Regions from separate parts of the Sus scrofa genome. Here regions 1 and 2 are each linked to region 3. The links are chromatin contacts, called in public HiChIP or PLAC-seq maps. All regions are on one chromosome and are shown on one strand. The core of a region is the stretch at or near the end of the contact, and the rest is flanking DNA. Distances in the headings are between cores, read along the strand shown. Region 1 overlaps COLEC12 (collectin-12). Region 2 overlaps COLEC12 (collectin-12). Region 3 has its middle 6.3 kb from the start of CLUL1.

The links. HiChIP or PLAC-seq counts read pairs in DNA pulled down with a chosen protein or histone mark.
Region 1: a contact with region 3 is called in an H3K27ac HiChIP or PLAC-seq map of alveolar macrophages. The contact joins two enhancer-like sites. A contact is called at or near these places in 1 of 47 Hi-C or Micro-C datasets (embryonic fibroblasts) and 1 of 2 datasets of contacts at active chromatin or transcription factors (alveolar macrophages).
Region 2: a contact with region 3 is called in an H3K27ac HiChIP or PLAC-seq map of alveolar macrophages. The contact joins two enhancer-like sites. A contact is called at or near these places in 3 of 47 Hi-C or Micro-C datasets (embryonic fibroblasts and skeletal muscle) and 1 of 2 datasets of contacts at active chromatin or transcription factors (alveolar macrophages).

The regions. Positions count from the first base shown.
Region 1 is chr6:105,962,320-105,965,019 of Sscrofa11.1, reverse strand. The region is part of intron 3 of COLEC12 (collectin-12); the gene reads right to left. Among named protein-coding and RNA genes, the nearest start is that of THOC1, 76 kb to the left of the region's middle. Within about 2 kb of position 1,444, at least 5 of the 83 cell types and tissues checked have an H3K27ac peak or open chromatin away from gene starts, as enhancers often do. A contact at or near this core is called in alveolar macrophages, where this site is marked.
Region 2 is chr6:105,927,335-105,930,034 of Sscrofa11.1, reverse strand. All of the region lies in intron 2 of COLEC12 (collectin-12), which reads right to left. Among named protein-coding and RNA genes, the nearest start is that of THOC1, 110 kb to the left of the region's middle. Within about 2 kb of position 1,449, at least 8 of the 83 cell types and tissues checked have an H3K27ac peak or open chromatin away from gene starts, as enhancers often do. A contact at or near this core is called in alveolar macrophages, where this site is marked.
Region 3 is chr6:105,712,271-105,714,970 of Sscrofa11.1, reverse strand. No RefSeq gene overlaps it. Among named protein-coding and RNA genes, the nearest start is that of CLUL1, 6.3 kb to the right of the region's middle. Within about 2 kb of position 1,275, at least 5 of the 83 cell types and tissues checked have an H3K27ac peak or open chromatin away from gene starts, as enhancers often do. A contact at or near this core is called in alveolar macrophages, where this site is marked.

The DNA.
Region 1 (2,700 bases), core at 195-2,694, 250 kb before region 3:
TAAATACATTCATTAAAAAAACTGTTGTTTCTCTTTGATGCTAGGAAACTCTTTGCCCCACCCACAAATGCCAGTGAACTAGTAACTTGCACTGGGGTGTGAGTGTCAGTGTATAAAAATAGGATCTGGGTATATTCAGGCTAGCAAAGCTGGCAGCTGGCTACTGCGTAAAAACACCAGACTGATGGAGAGCCAGAAGTAACACTTGCCATAATAGCATGTAGCATTTTTGGGTTTTTGTTTTGTTTTGTTTTTCCTCTTAACTCATTAGCACAAATTTTCAGTCAGGAAAATAGTGGCAAAGCCATCTTCTCTGACCCTAGAAACTCCCTGTCTTTGGAGGAGACCTCAGTTTACAGACTTGTTCTCCTATGAGGAAAACAAGCATGTGACATAGAAGGGTCATTAGCAGTCTTTTGTCACAAGCTCCCCATTCTTGTAAAGTGTTCCTTGACAGATTTTTTTCCTTCAAAACATCGATGTTTTAGGTGTTATAGCTGGAGTGTTGCTCCTCACCCCACTTCAAGTACCTGAAGCCCACTTCTCTAGGATAATCTGACAATAATACCTTTTCTATAAAAACACTTTGGTATCATCCCCTGGCCTGGGCCACTAACCTCTTCTTTCTTCTTCTTGATTCCACCCATCCTTTCAAGTCTACTCCAAATCTCACTGGCCCATCATGCCAAGCCTTCTCTCATGAGCTGACTCCACACCAATAGGGCTTTTAATCAGAATGGCAAAAAACAAAAACAACAACAAAAACTTCTATTGATTGAATGCCTACTCTTTGCAAGGTGCAGCACATCCTCACTGCAGTTAATCCTTACAACTTTTATTTTACAGATGAAAAAAAAAACTGAGGCTCAGAGATGTTCAGTAACCTTCCCACAGTCACACAGCTTCTAAGTGACTAAGTGGGATACCAGGTCAGGAGAGAGATCTCACTCTAAAACCTACTTGTTTTATAATTCCACATGGCCTCTCATCAAGTATTTTTTTCCTAAATATGATTTCTTTCAAGAAAAGTCCCTTGGGGGGAAGGATTATATCTTCTTTATCTTCCCTTTACAGTCACCATCCTCAGATGTTTACCAATTATCTGTCATGTTTGTGGCCCAGGGCTTGACACAAAGGATACAAGAGACACAGCTCACAGCCCAGGCCCTGGGGACAGGGAACGAGAGCAGAACTCCTGCCTGGTGCTCACGAGGGTCTGTACCAGTCTGATTGTGGGAAACAAACCTCCCTCATTGGTATTTGGGACTTCCTGGTAATATCAGTTACGCTCCCTTAGAATGCAATAAAGACATTTCTACCTTGAACACTATTTCAGGTTTCCTTACAAAAATACAGAAGATCTGGTTATAGGGTGTTATCCTGGATTCTCACAACAGTGACTGTGCTCTGATGCACATCTGAAAGCCTACTTGCCCAGCTGTAATGGCCACTTTGGCAGAGCTAAGCAGCAAGGCAGACACCTATGACTAGGACTGTTGCCTCAGAGGAGGTTCCGAATGAGAAAGAGTCAGATGTCTGTCTTTCTTCTTTATCCTAATTACCTTAAGGTGGATGCCTGCTGGGCAGGACCACAGAGTAGGATTTTCCTGTTCAGGGAATGTTCTGGGGGAAAAATGACCCACTGAATTCAGGAGGTGGCTTCTACCATGGAAGCTCCATTGCCTTCTAATGAAAAGCACAGTGCAGAGGGTGCACCAAGCTGTAACTGTCCAAGAATGTGCTTTCTGTCAAGGGGCTGGCATGCCTCACGGTCACAGCCAGTGTCCTGACTGGTTTGGGTGACTCAGCAATCCTCCGACTTGTTCAGCAAATTCTCTGCAAGGAACTTAAGTTATATACTAACTTGTAGTTGCATAAGTGACATGAAAGGAGAAGTAAAGGACAGTTTTGAGGAAAACGCCATTGAGTTTAACTTTGATGAATAAAGGAGTTTCTATTTTATTTCCTTCCAACTTCTCCTTCAGAGAAACCTCTTCTTCCACTGAATATTTTCCTTCCTTCCTGTCTTTCTCTCTTGCTTTCTTTCCCTCCCTCCCTTCCTTCCTTTCTTTTTTAAAGTGGAGAGAGTTTCTCCAGACTTCAAAAGGAGATGTGTGAAGGGAGAACTTATCTTTCTACCTCTTACCATGCTGGGTCACCAGAATCTTATCAGCAAGAAAGAGGAATCATCATTCAAGTAAAGAGAAAACACATCTGGAAAATGTCAACATTTTAGTTCATTAAGGCTGTGTTTGAAGACCAAAATTGCATGTTGTATTATCTTATTTTTGTCAGTAGAGGCCTGAGGAATGGGAATCTTGAAGGAGAGAAAAAGGGGCAAGAATATCATCTTGTCTCCAACTTGTCTCACTCTCTCAATCTCTTCCCCCCTCAACCTCCTCCCCCTTCATCCTAGTGAGATGAAGAGGAAGCCAAGTGATCTTCAGAATTTTAGCTCCTAGGCAGTGTTCTGAGTTGCAGCAATTGGCTTAGAGGTCCTTGGGCTTCAGTTTATTGCTTTTACAGAAGTCAGCCCTAATCTACAATTCACCATCCATCCATCCATCCATCCATCCATCTTTCTTCTCATTAATTTATTCAGTAAACTTTATTGGGTACCTATTAAGGACCATCAGGCAGGGTGCTAGTGGGAGATACAAATAAAAAAGATAGTCTATGGTCTTTGTGGAGCTTTGGGTT
Region 2 (2,700 bases), core at 200-2,699, 210 kb before region 3:
CTGTTAGCCCTCAGCTTCCACAATGGAAAGACAGTAAACTACTTATTATACTATTTTATTATAGTCAAATACCACCTCATTTCAAATAGAGGCCTTGTAAAATTGAGCTAGATTGATGTCTTAATCAGAGTTATCTGTGTAATCTCTAACTCCATCCGTCTAATTGGATTCTAGCAATGGCTCTTTCGGTCCTTAGTCTCAATTAGCTTGGCGCCATCATCAGTGCGCATGCGCACGTGCCTCCCAAGCTGGTGTGCGGCCCACTGACCCGCCTTGCTACAGAGTGGGTCGTCCAAAGTTTTGGGTGTTATGTGGGTCTCCCCAAATGGCAACCACACATCCAACGAAGTTTATAAACCCCAGTTTAAATACAATGAAGTCACTTCTTTACCTGTAGCCACTCATGTTCCAGTGAGCTGGTATGCCACAGACCTGGACTAACTAGGGATTAAGTCCGGGAAATAACTGAAGGTATTCCTGGCAATGATGGGCCCCCAACTAATGAATGTGACGTTAAAACCAGCTCTTGTCACAAAATCAGATTTCCGGGTACCCTTGAAGAGGAATCAACACATCAGCAATTGCCACGTCTCACTGTGCTAATAAAATTCTTGCCTACCTTTGCTCCTTTTCTTTTCAGCCAAAGCACCGTTAGGAGAGCCCACATCTTACCTCCCTGAACCAGGGTCAGCTTTGTTTACATTTGCAACAAGGGAAGAAGTTTATCTTTGCCCTTCTTTCTGCCCAACAGCCTTTCCCCATCCCGGTGTGCGCATGCGCCTGCTGGCTAATGGCCAGTGCTCACTCTGAGCCCTCCTTCCTAGTTCTCTCTGGTCAACGTACATTTTCCTCCTCCAGCACTCCCTCTCCAGTTAGTGTGTGAGCCAGGTGTTAGAAAGAAAGCAACCTGATTGCATTATTCACAATTTAGTGTGAAAACAGACCGAACCAACTCACCACAACAGGCTTAAAGGTATCAACAATTGAAAAGATGAGGTTACACTTACAACTGAATTTATACTGATAAACCTTCACCAGTAGAACTTTGAAAAGGAAGTTATTTTAGGGAGACTTGGGGGAGAATGTTTGAAAAACAAGACATATATCCATTTCAAACACACCCACACCACCATGCTATGGAATACAATACATCTATTTTCTAAAAATCAAATAACCCTGCAGATACTAAAACGGAAGCTCTCCAAGAGACTGTAACAGCAAGCCCCCCTTGGGCTTCTTGAATCCAACCATAGGTCACAAATAAAGTTGTCCCTGGTCGCCCTCCACTAATTCAGAATAATCCTCCCCCTCCCCTTACCCTACTCCCCAAGAGAGTCAGGCTCACTCAGTGCCACCCACAGACTCAAGTCTGAAGAATGGAGCTGGCAACTTGGCTTGGTACTTCTGAAAAATTGCTAATCCCTGAGCCTGGCCAATGGATGTGGAAATCTCATTCGTGGTCAAAGTCACACTCACAGATCAGGCCACAAAATGCAAATTCATTTTCTGCTGTGGTCTTCACAAGCCTCATCTACAGCTTTCTGAATGACTGGTTTTTTAAAAAAAAATTTTTTTAAATTAAAGTATAGTTGATTTACAATGTTGTGCCAATCTCTGCTGTACAGAAAGTGGCAGTACCTATATATACATTCTTTTTCTCATATTATCTTCTGTCATGTTCTATCCCAAGAGACTGGATATAGTTCCCTGTGCTGTACAGTAGGACCTCACTGCTTATCCATTCTAAATGTAACACTTTGCATCTACTAACCCCAAACTTCCAGTCCATCCCACACCTTCCCTCCCTTCCCTCAGCAACTGCCACTGGCTTTTGTTCTAAGCGAAAGGCCAAAGATAAGCCCCTAATCAAATTTTTTTCTTTAACATTAAGAGCACAAATAAATAAAAAGCAAAACACTGAGAGAAGGCACTGCCGGACTCCAGGACCCCAGGACCCAGAAGGGCTTTGCCCAGCAGGAGGCTACACTGCTCCCCATCACATCTGCATTTTCCAAGTGGAGGCCTCAGGTGCTCCCAAAATCTGGGAAGGGAAGTGAGTCCTGCTACCCAAACACATTTGTTATGGAAGCAGAGATGGCTTCTGCCTCCCCTCCTAGGAGCTATTTTTGAAAAGGAGGCAAGATGAAAAACTTGAATTGGAATTTTTCAAAGCAGTAACTATTCTCTGGGACTCAGATGTTTTGGGAGATGTTCCATTAACTATTTCCTGGCATGAAGGATGACTCAGCAAATACTCTTTTCTCTGCTCCAAGATTGAAAAGATCACAGAGGCAGTGATTCCTTTGGCATGTGTGTTGTAATCCCCATCAGTTAAGAAGGCTCTGCTTTCCTAATGCCTTTGTCACCGTTTAGCCCCAGGTTACATAAGGCACTGGGATACCGCTTGCTGCTAGGTTGGTGAGACAGACATTGTCCCCACAGCTGTAACCTGGTGTTTGTCAGGAAGTAACTGTGCAGGAGGCTGTGGCAACTGTGGGTTGACCGGGAACTGGTCTCACCCTTTTCTTTCATCCTTTTTTCTTTTTCTTTTTTTAAACCTGAATTTCCAATTTTATTGTAAAGCCATTTCTAAACAATGGGTTTCCCAAACTAGTCTCAGGTTTGGCTGTCAAATGGTTTTGTTCCCACTGAATTAACAAACTTTAATTCTAACAACTGGGGACATGGGAGAGATGCAGG
Region 3 (2,700 bases), core at 26-2,525:
TTTTTTTCTTTTTTCTTTTTCTTCTTTAGGGCTGAACCCACCGCATGTAGGAGTTCCCAGGCTAGGGGGTTGAATCTGAGCTACAGCTGCCAGGCTACACCATAGCCATAGCAACTCGGGATCCCCAACCCACTGAGCAAGGCCAGGGATCAAACTTGCATCCTCATGGATACTAATTGGATTCGCTTCCACTGCACCACAACAGGAATTCCTGCATCCCCTTTCTTATATTATTTTCCATCATGTTCTATCCCCAGAGACTGAATTTGGGTTTTTTTCTTATTGTGGACACATAATTTTTAAAAAGCATTCACTTTTGGGAGTCCCCATTGTGGCACAATGGAAACAAATCCAACTAGTATCCATGAGGATGTGGGTTCAATCCCTGCCCTCGCTTAGTGCGTCAGAGATTTGGAGTTGCCATGAGCTGTGGTGTAGGTCACAGATGTGGCTCGGATCTGGCATTGCTGTGGCTGTGACGTAGGCCAGCAGTTGTAGCTCCGATTTGACCCCTAGCCTGGAAACCTCCGTATGTCTCGGGTGCAGCTCTAAAAAGCAAAACAATAATTAAATACATAAAAAAATATTCACTTTCACTTACCATAAGGAAATAATCATATTAATTCACAACTTTGATAGATTTACTCTTTCACAGGTCATTGAGATAGGCTACAGTTGTAATCCAATCTAATATTTTTACCCATCCTGTTGCCATGGAGATCAAGAACCAAATTAAAACACATTTGCCAGAGTCATAACAATGTGGCCAGAATTTAAAGAAAGGGTTGATTTTCATTATGTATGATTTCACTTATTCGCTCTGATGGTCTGCTGATTCCTACATGCTTTAGTTTGTCAATAATAATGCTTCTAAAACCATTAACTCACATGAGTCTTGACATTCTGTGAGCCCAGATACAACACATCATCTGGCAGTCTGCTTGGGTTGGCCACTGGACTGAAGGAGGGAGCAAAGTCTGGGCTAATTCCCAAATGTCTAGGTCTGGTGACAGGGAAACCATGGTAAGGCGAGCCTGAGGAGAAAAAGCTGTATTAGGAACTGTTGAGTCTGAAATGCCTGTGGGCCACATGGTCTGAGAAACCTGCCAGCAGAAGGTTGGCTTTGAGTGTCGGAGAGGGTGGGGGAAGGAAGGGCCACATGCCCTAGCCTTTCTCATCGGGGAGATGGTGTCACAGTCCACCCCTAGCTCATCACAACCCCAGCCGTCCCCGCGTGATTCTGCCCTTTCCCTCAACTCATAGTCCAGCCCTGCCTCCCAAGTAAGCCGGAATCAGGCCACTTCTCACTCTGCCCAAGGAGCCGCCCTTGTGTAGCCGTCTGTCCTGGTGATGAAAAACCGCTTCCCTCACTGGCTGCCCTGACTGTGCAATGAACCATCCTTCATGGCAACCACAGTAGTCTCTCTCTCTCTCTCTCTCTCTTTTTTTTTTTTTTTTGCTTTTTACGGCCGCATCTGCGTCACATGGAGGTAGAACTGGAGCCACATCACAGCCACAGCAACTTCAGATCTGAGCCGCCTCTGCGACTTTACACCGAAGCTCACGGCAACGCTTGGATCCCCACTCCCCAACCCACCGATGGAGGCCAGGGATCAAGCCCACAAGCTTATGGTTTCCAGTCAGATTCGAGTCTTTTAAAATCAGGCAGCCAGACCATATCATCGCCCTTTGTACAGTCCTCCGCAATGATCCCGTTACTAGAAACAGTCGTTACTGAGGGCCCCGCCCATCCCTCGATATGCATCGTCTTCCTCTTCACTTGACATCCCACTTCCCCTTCCTCCCGCTGCCTCCACCACGTGGGCCGCTTTTCAGTTCTTCAAATGCACCAGGTTGATTCCTACCCTTGCTCTTGCTCTTGTCTTCCAGGTAGCCCCGGCTTCCTGCACATACGTCCTTCACCCCATGCTCTGGTATCAGTTTAATGCTCTGCCGTTGGCATCCTGAAATTCCTCATTTTTAAATGGCTCAGCCTCCGCTTTCCATCTGGTGCTGGGCCCTGCTCTAGGGGATGATGTTAGCTATAGGTCCCCTTCTCAGAGGGACCTCCTTTGGCCACCTGACCTAAAGTTACCCCCACTTTCCAAATTACTCACAACCCCATACCCGGCTTTATTTTCTTTATAAGCTTTCCTGATCTGATGTGTTCTTGCTTACTTATTTATTGTGTCCACTTCGCTCCCCCTGGGGTGTAACAGGAGCTCCCAGAGAGGAGGGACCATCTGTTTTGTTCCTGGTACCCTCAGTACCTCAGAGTGGGGAACATAAATCTGCCCAACACACATTTGATGATGAAGGAACTGGTCCAAGACTGAAATTCCCAGACGCAAGAAAGGAACCATGCTTTCTTGTGATGGAAATTATAGACTGTGTTCGATATTTCTGTACATCCTGATCAATGATTAAGTTTATGTGGCACTGGTCTGTATAGATAAATTCTGTCTGATTTCATGATAAGGTTAAACTTGGGATACAATTTCTTCATGTTGTCTTCAAAGTTGATTTTTTTCATAAAAGACTTTGAAGTCTGGGTTCAATGCCTACTTTTGCTGCCTGTGTTATATGAGCCTAAAATAATCATTTTAGTTTAGTCTGAATTTTTAAAAGAGGTAGTTGGTCTACTTTCCAATTACATCATGCTTTATGGCTCAGTAGAACATTTTCATTTGTGTTAACTAA